2 separate regions of the Arachis hypogaea genome follow, and region 2 is linked to region 1. A link is a contact called in public Hi-C data. All regions are on one chromosome and are shown on one strand. The core of a region is the stretch at or near the end of the contact, and the rest is flanking DNA. Distances in the headings are between cores, read along the strand shown.

Evidence for each region. A called contact is a pair of places that touch in the nucleus more often than the background predicts.
Region 2: a Hi-C map of an unstated tissue shows a contact between it and region 1, with 7 times the contacts expected there. The contact joins the enhancer-like site here to the promoter of LOC112736564 in region 1. A contact is called at or near these places in 5 of 8 Hi-C or Micro-C datasets (leaf and an unstated tissue).

The regions. Positions count from the first base shown.
Region 1 is chr13:3,953,896-3,958,315 of arahy.Tifrunner.gnm2.J5K5, reverse strand. LOC112736564 (V-type proton ATPase subunit a1) reads left to right here and starts at 2,611. Exons shown (of 18, transcript XM_025786070.3): 1 at 2,611-3,027; 2 at 3,668-3,712; 3 at 4,188-4,307. The coding sequence starts at 2,896.
Region 2 is chr13:3,997,284-4,001,993 of arahy.Tifrunner.gnm2.J5K5, reverse strand. No RefSeq gene overlaps it. Among protein-coding and RNA genes, the nearest start is that of LOC112736566, 12 kb to the left of the region's middle. Within about 2 kb of position 2,238, at least 1 of the 3 cell types and tissues checked has open chromatin away from gene starts, as enhancers often do.

The DNA of each region.
Region 1 (4,420 bases), core at 1,362-3,861:
GGTAGTTGCCTAGTTAAGATGATAACTATATTATACAATAACTAAAAAGATTATAGGATCAACTTTTAGAGTTGATAAAATAATTTTTTTTATAAATTATATATGATAAAGATATTTTTGAAAGAATTGTATGAATAAATTAATATATTTATTAAATTATATTTTATTTATTAAATGTATGTAATAGCAATAAATATAAAATTAGTTAAAAGGACTAATACTATTTTTTTAAAATTAATACAACTCCGCTAGGGAGACAATGAAGAATCTTGATAATGTGAACAATAGGTTGGTTATTTAGCCCAATAGGGATAAAAAATGAAAACCACTCCGTAAATTCCCCTAAATCTAAAAACCCTCATTCAGTTATTTCACAAAAACAACCATCCAAACCCTAATTACAAAGAGTTTTCACCCTCAAATCCTTCTTCCTCCCCAGCCAGCAGTCACCCCTAACGTTCTTCACTAACCATCCTACCTCAGTGGCGTAAGAGACACTATCACCGTCCATCAACTTCAACCCCAGCCCACCCCCTCTCTCGCGTGTGTTTGTATCCGTCGCCGGCAACCAACAGCTCGGACGGATGCCACCTTTCCGTCGCGAGTCTCTGTGTCATCCGTCGGCCGCCCGCGTCGAGGATGGCCTTCGTCGTTCCCATCACGCGTCCCTGGTGCCTAGCTCGCTGCTGTCTCCCACGCCGGTACCCAGTCTGGAGGTTGCGTTCTGCCACCGTTGCCCTAGCGTCCCAGATTGTTGAACTCGTGACCGCTGAATAGGTCTCCCTCGTTGCTGCTACGGCACCCACCCCCAGCCGTCGTCGACATGCTACCGGATGGATACCAAATCGCAGCAAGGCTTGTTCTTCCATTGCTGTTTTAACAGAACCCATTAAGCCCCAAAAAACAACCATCTACGTAAACAGTAACCAGTGGCGGAGCCACATAGTGGGAAAGGGGGACAATAGCCCCCTAACTTTAATTTTTTAAATTTAAATTATATATAAATTTCTGTTTAATTCCCTTATGTTTTTATTTTGATCTTATTTTATTGTGTAAATATTTTTGCCCCCTCCCTCTAATATTTCATCTAGCTCCGCCTTTGATAGTAACAATAACAATCCGGCTAAGTATAGAAATGAACATCCAACGTCTGTGATAAAAAATAACCATCCAATTACTCACTAAAACGACCATCTGCATACATAATGGCGTGTTGGTGGGCTGCACGACAGACGAAATGTGTGCGAAGGAGGTGTCTTCGTCGGACATTCGTGGACAGTTGGGCAGTGTCGGCTGGTGTTCTGGGCGGCGGCGGGTGGTGTTCTTTGTGGCGTCAGAGCGGAGAGAGTCGAAGAGAATGCGCGAGAGGAAGGCACTGCAAGGCAGAAATCACACGCGGAAAAGGGAGGTTACCATATACGTAACTGGATCATTTGCAAATACTTATTTTTTAAAATTTTAAAATTCAAAATTATTAGAAATTATTTTAATTAATTATCATCTGATTTTAATTTCTTTTTTAACTCTATTATTCATATTGTTCACTAAACTCATTGTTTCACTATACTTTTTCAATTAAATATTATATACGATAAATGGAATTAAAAAAAGAAAAAGTTATACTTTAAAGTTCAAATTTCTCTTATATTCTTGTAAGGTTGTGTTTGTTTGTAGATATTAAAATTGTAACTGAGATTAGAGGATTTCGACTTAACATTATATTTGATAAATAGAGACTGAAATTAAAATTTATATTTTAGGAAATAATATTTTAATTTCTTCGATACTTTTAAAAAAGTGAATACACATAGTATTAAAATTTAATAATGTTTTTTAAAATATATTCTCTTTTAACTTTTTAAATTTCAATTTTATTCCTCTTTAAAATAAATTAGGATTTCTGTTTATATTTATTTAAAACTAAATAAAGTATTATATCTTAAATAAAATATAATATAAAAATTTAATCAAATCTTTATTTTTTAATATTATTTTTTAATCTTTATCTTTCAGTCTCAATCTTCCTTTTAAATCCATCTTAATGGATCATTCTATGAATGATAAATTAAATATGATTTATTACACTTTTAGTGAGACTTTGTATATAACTTTTAATGTCAAACTTTAGCAAATGCTAGCCTAAATTTAAAATTAATTCCACTTCACACGACAATAGAAAGCAACTTGAGAAGAAAATGTAATATAATGTAGTCCTTTTATCCCGCTCACCTAAGATTATCTAAGGTTTATAGTTAAAAAAAATAAATTCTCTCAATTTTTTTTAATAATTAAAAAAATAAAGTATAATTTTTTAATTTTTTAATATTTTTTAATATTTTTTTTGATTATAAAATTAATAATAAAAAATTACACTTTATTCTTTGAATTATTAAAAAAATTGGGAAGAATTATTTTCTCATAGTCACATGACACAAAAATTAATCCTAAAATTAACATATATACATTCTTTTTAAGTGGATTGAAAAACACCAAACACATACAAAGTTACAAACAGAGAGTAACCATTTCCATCCAAGTTGATGGACTCAAGTCTCAACTTGAAATAGAGAGTAACCATGTTTTCTGTTTGTAATTTCTCCCACACTAAACACTGAATTTCTTTATTTTTCGCCAAGTTCGTTCAATCACGTTCCATCGTGTTCGTGTGTGTATTGCAATGACAGTTGCAAAACTGCAAGCACTATCTTCATCAACTCCGATGCCTATGCCTCCAACTTAAAAAAAGAAAAGAAAAAAAAAGGGAAAAACACGCACTCCAAACCTCTCACTCTTCGCACGTAAAAAATAAAAATAAAAATAAACAAAGAGAAGTTTTTCATTTTCTTTTCTCAGATCTAAACGCGAAGTTCCGCTCCCTGCTTGTTTCCCGGGAAAATGGAACGGCTCCCGCCGATGGATCTGATGCGCTCCGAGAAGATGACGCTCGTCCAACTCATCATTCCCGCCGAGTCCGCTCACCGAGCCGTCTCCTATCTCGGCGAACTCGGCCTCCTCCAATTCCGAGACGTACGTTCCATAATACTCTTTCATAGATCAGCTTCGTGTTCTTTTCTTTTACTTACACAAATTTTCCGTCATTTTGATTTTTTTCGCTCGTTTTTTATCTTTACTTTTGGAAGAATGATTTCTTCGTGTTTGTTTTTGGAGTTCGTTCGTCGTTTTGTTCGAGTTCAGTATGAAAACCGAAAAACTGTTTACGTATCTCTCAAGGAACGGTTGAAGATTGCTATGTTGTTGAATTTCACAGTTGAAATGAATCTGGTAATGGCAAATGGTGTTTCTCTTGTTGTTTGTCACATGCACAGTTAGTGAAAACTGTGATCGAACGTTCTGAGTGTTTATGTGAAATTTCTTTGCATGATGAATCTATTTACTATTGAAGAGCTGGTCAACAATTGTGTAGTTCAGTTCACAATTCATTGTTGTTGTTATATTATTCGTCGTTCATAACTTCTTTAGAATGTTTATAATTATAGGAGGTCTCTCCTAAGTAGTTACTACTTTCTGATGAATCATTGATGTATATATGGGCTTCTAGAAGTGCTTTTGGCCTTCCCAGAATTCCTGGTTTGGACGTTGCTGCTGTAAAATTCTTCTAAGATCTAAAATAATTGTGCTCTTATGAACATACTTTCTTCATCTACAGTTAAATGCTGAGAAAAGTCCCTTTCAGAGAACGTTTGTTAACCAGGTAATCTTCCCTGCTCTCATTAGCCGGAATCCTGTTGGTTTTTCTATACCCCGATATTTGTTGTCTTTTTTCTGCATTGAAGTTTAAAATGTATTATTTTTGTTTGTCAATATTTGAGGTGAAGTTGGAATTTAAAGGTTTTCCTTTTGGACTTCCTGCTAAATACACTTAGTTGGAAGAATATGACAAATAGCATTAATCGTTTCATGTCAATCAGACTATTGTTATCCAAATCCTCAAGATTTGATTTTAAAACTTGTTCTAACTTTGGAATAGTTTTTTAAAAGATGTTTTCCCTCAAGTTTCTAGAATTTACGTAAACCGAACTTGGTGTATAGAAAAAATATTAAAGTTATCGCTTATAGTTTATTTTTGGATTGGATATGATATCAGCAATCTTCAAAAGTCAGGGTTATGCTTATACTTGTCGATATTTATTTATTTATCAATATTAAGTCCCATTTGTATTTAACAGGTGAAGCGATGTGCAGAAATTTCAAGAAAGCTACGATTCTTCAAGGATCAAATCAGTAAAGCTGGTGTAGTATCTTCTGATCCAGTAATGCAGCCAGATATTCACTTGGAGGATTTAGAGGTCCTTCTCTTATTTTACTGCTTTTTCCCCAACAGATATGGTCAGTGAGTGCCCTAGGGCTTGCATTCAAGTTAATAGGTTCAGGATGCAGGACAAGAAATTAGAAATGACAT
Region 2 (4,710 bases), core at 989-3,488, 44 kb before region 1:
GTCAACATGGTTCTTGTTAATGGCAGCCATCATGAGCTTCTCGCACTCAGGATCCATCCATGTCGTCAAGAACGACGCCAGGTTCAGCCTGGGGTTTCTGTCTAGCATGAGGTCGTCGTTTATTATTTGGTATGTTGCCTCTTTGGGTTATTTTAGTGGGTATGTGGATGATTATTTTAATTTTTAGCCGAATGGTCATTTAGTAGGTATGCGGATGGTTATTTTAATTCTTATGTGGATGGTTATTTGATTAGAATGGATGTAGTTAGATACAATTAAAATATGTTGGATGTTCAATTTACTATGTATGAGGATGATTAAATTTTTGAATTACTGAATGAAGTTTTTTGGTTGGATAATTTGGGTGGAGTATTTTTTTTTTTGCCAAATTTCTTGCCCATTATTCACGTTGTTCAGATTTTCCATTGTGTACCTAGCGAAGCCAAATTGAGAAGGGAGTAAAGACTCATAAAAAAAAAGCCACTGATTTGGTATGCGAAAAATTTAGCCGCTAATGATAAAATAATTTTTTAAAAATTTGAAATGCAATAAAAATAATCAATAAATATTATATTTTTTTGAGTAAAAAAAACTTTTATATTTAATAAACGATTTATCCATTTGATTCGAACATTTGTGGAAATATTTGAATAAATATTTAAAAAATATACAACAAAATTTTGAAACAAATTTTGATCTTTCAATTTTTTTTAAAAAAATGATCATTTACAATTAAAATCTTTTTTTTTAAATCACTTAACATAAAAGGATTTTTTCTATAATAAAATAAAGAGTAAAGTATCGTTTTTGTCCCCAATATTTTGGGTAAGTCCTATTTGTGTCCCTAACGTTTAAATCGTCCTATTTATATCCTTAACGTTTATAAAAGTGATTCAATGTTATCCTATACTATCAATTATACTAACAAATCAGATTATATTTTTCAATTATTCTCACTTGAATGTATTCATTCTCAATTAGGTCTCACTTGGATGTGTTCGATTTTAATATTATACCCACTATTTGTGTTTAGATTCAATTATGTCCATAGAAAAGTGAATTATGTAAATGTTGTAGGAATTAGTTTCAACATTTGATGAGCTATTTTTCGGAGTAAATCATCGATTCTATCCCAAACATTTGTATTCTAACTTCAAGAAGAGATTTTTAAAACTCAAACTAAAGCACTCATGATGTGTAATTGACGGCAGGATAACACTGAATCACTTTTACAAACGTTAGGGATACAAATAGGACGATTTAAACGTTAGGGACACAAATAGGATTTACCCCAAACATTGGGGATAAAAACGATACTTTACTCTAAAATAAAAAAATTATTATTTCTCCAAACATGATTTTTGGACTTTAATTCTCCAAATACGATTTTTTTTTTTACATTTAAAATAATAATAATCGTATTTAGGGAATTAAAGTCCAAAAATCATGTTTGGAGAAATAATAAATTTTTTTATTTTATTATTAAAAAAATCCCTAACATAAAATTAAAAATTTTTAAGGATGAAAATTTTTATTTTTTTAATAACGATCGCAGAAATTTGTATCAAAATCTAATTTTAAAAGATTTTTTAAAATATATATTTAATTAATATCTTTTTTTTTGTCGCGCTTTTAAATTTGTGAGTTAGCATTTTTTGGAGTTTTTTTTATCAACCTAATTTACTCTTGAGAGAATAATGATATAAAAAATGGTATAATAGGAACAAAACTTATTAGTTTAAATATAATGATAAATAAAATTATTTTATTTAAAAACATTAGGAACAATGATATAAATTAAGCACTAAAAACAGGCCTGCCTTATGATGTAAGTGCCAATTGTGACAAGCAGGCCTGCCTTTATACAAGTGAGGGATGAGATAAATATGGCTTAAAATATTATTGTTTTAATTCAATAATAATGAAATTTTTGAATCACGAAGTTCTTATTATTGTCTTTTTCTTTTCAATTATTTTTTTTTCTAAAGAATCATCAAAGTTTTGTTAAAAATCCAAATATAATCAAGAAAATAAATGGAAAGATCTTAAAATGTTTTCTCGAAAAATTGTTTCTTGTCAAAGTTTATTAGAACATTTGAAAAAATAGAGTACTTTGGAAAAATAGAGCAAAAGAGCCAAACATCAAGACGAGTTATGGATAGCAACGTTGCAAAATATATATGCATCTCATAGAAAAATGAAGAATTATACAACATCATATTTATTAGTACAATTTTCCAGCTTGTAGAAAATCTCCCCCCTAATGTGGAATTAAAATAATGTGCAAGTTGCAACAACAGTCACTAAGGTGTGATCATGGAAGGTTCATGTAGACATTAAGAAAGTAACCCATCAAATGAGTATGATAAGGTAGAAAATCAGAACGAGGACTAGGACTAGGACTAGGACTAGGTGGAGTTATGGGAGGTTGCGGCAAAATTGGCATATGAAGATGAGAAATGTTAGGGGCAGTAATTTTGGTATTTTGTAACCATTAATTGGTTATTAATGGTATTTTTAATAGTGTGAGATTACATCTAATGATGAAAAATTACTCACTTTTCTTTTGATGGTTAAGTGCTGGCCAGAAAACACAAAAGTTGCTAGCCCCCTAGACTTTTCCTATAAAAATTTGGTTAAGGATGTCCTGGATTTCGAAATGGAACTTGAGACTCGAATTTAAGATTTTTAGGTGAGAATAGAAAAATTATGTCATCTGAGTTATAATTCGTTAGCATTTCGGTATAAAACTTTAAAAAATAATTTTATTCGTATTGGATACACCATAAATTTTTTATCTCTTTATAATATCTATTTTTTCCCGTTATATTCCAGAAATTTTTTAAAAATTATGTTTTATTTATATTCATTAGTTTATTTTATTAAAGATTGACTTGAATACTTGACTAGTGATATAATAAAATGTATTATCGACATCTAATAGTTTTATACATACATTCAATTATGTAACATCATATCAGTAAAAATAATTACTTTTTAGTCTTTTATATTGACTGCGTGAATGGTCATCTAAAAAAACATATGTAATTGTATGACTGTGTAAAATATTTTACACTATCAGTACATTGAAATTAAACTCATCTAATTTATCATCTCAACTCTCAATGAAACAAACAAATGGTAGAAAATTTGTTAATGATCAAATTAAAAAAACTTAAGTATTTTATAAAGATTAAAAACTTATTTTTAGCCATTATAAGAATATGGTATTTTGAACTATTTTGACGGTTAAATTTTTATATTTGATTTCATAAATTGTTAACGTATAAACATAAAGTAACAAAGAAATACATTTTATAATAACACGAGAGAGTATTCAATAATGCTATTCTTATATCAAACATTACTGACTTTCGTATAAATATAGGATCATTATTTTTTATCAAGGAGATTTGAATTCACAACCTCTTAATTGAGTATGGAGAGATTATGCCATTTGAGCTATAACTCGTTAATATATAGAATTGTTATTAATTAATTAATTGTGTGTTTAGATTATTTTAATTAACAAAACAAATATATGAATAAGAACATTTAGGCTTCGTTTGGATAGTGGACGGAGATAAATAAGACGCAAACACAAATACACAAAATGATATAAACACAATAACACATACAATTTGAGAACTTTTTGGTACTCAAGGACATAACACTATATGTAATTTATCATTCTAACAAAATGATAATATTATCCATGCCACAAACCATCAATACCACCTCTTTATTATTATTTCAGTTCAAATTACTACCATTAAAACTACCATAACCACCTCTCTACCACAATTTCAATACAAATTATAACTATTAATAATAACAAACACAGAATAAATAAAAAATTCAGATCTAATCTAATTTAATATATAAACACAATTTTCAATCAACATTTAAATAAAAAATAATAAATAATATATGAATTAAAAAAAACAAAGAACTAAATGAATCTGACAACGAGGAAGAAAGGTGGAGGAATTGTAGAAGAGAAGCGGAGGCGAAATTGAAAGAGTCGAAGAGACCAAGATAGATCTATGAGGCAAATTGAGAGAGAGAAAGGGAGGCACGACAAAAGCGGCGACGAATCTAAGTAGAAGGAGGCTCAAAGATGAGGGAGTCAGAGAGGGAGAGAAGAGTTGAGGCAGTGGAGAGGAGGAGGAGGAGGAGAAGAGGCGGCAAGAAAAGACAAAGGAATGGAGGCAGTGAAGAGAGACAGAGAAGGTGAGGTGGTGGTTGGGGTGGGAGGTATAGAGGAAGAAAGGAGGCAATGAGAAAGAAGGTGAGAAAGAAGAGAAAAAGAAGTGGATTAGAGTTAAAAGGAGAAGGGTATAAATGAAAATAAAAAAAATAACAGAGATAAAAGTGAAAATAAAAAATTGTGTGTTAGTCTCAAATCTGTGTCACAGGTTAAAGATAAAATACAAAAAACATATATTTTATATCCATTTGTGTGTTATCGTGTTTATGATAATTTTATGTCTTATTAAACAAACAATATATATGTGTTACCATATTCATATTTCTTGATGGACATGAACATCAACCAAACAGACCATTAGTAGACAATATATTAAATTGCATATTATAATTAACGTAATATTTTTAGAGTTTAATTTTAATAAGATAAAATATTTGACATAATTAATTAAAATAGTTATTTTACTTAATATGATGATGCGTAATTAAATATATATTTAA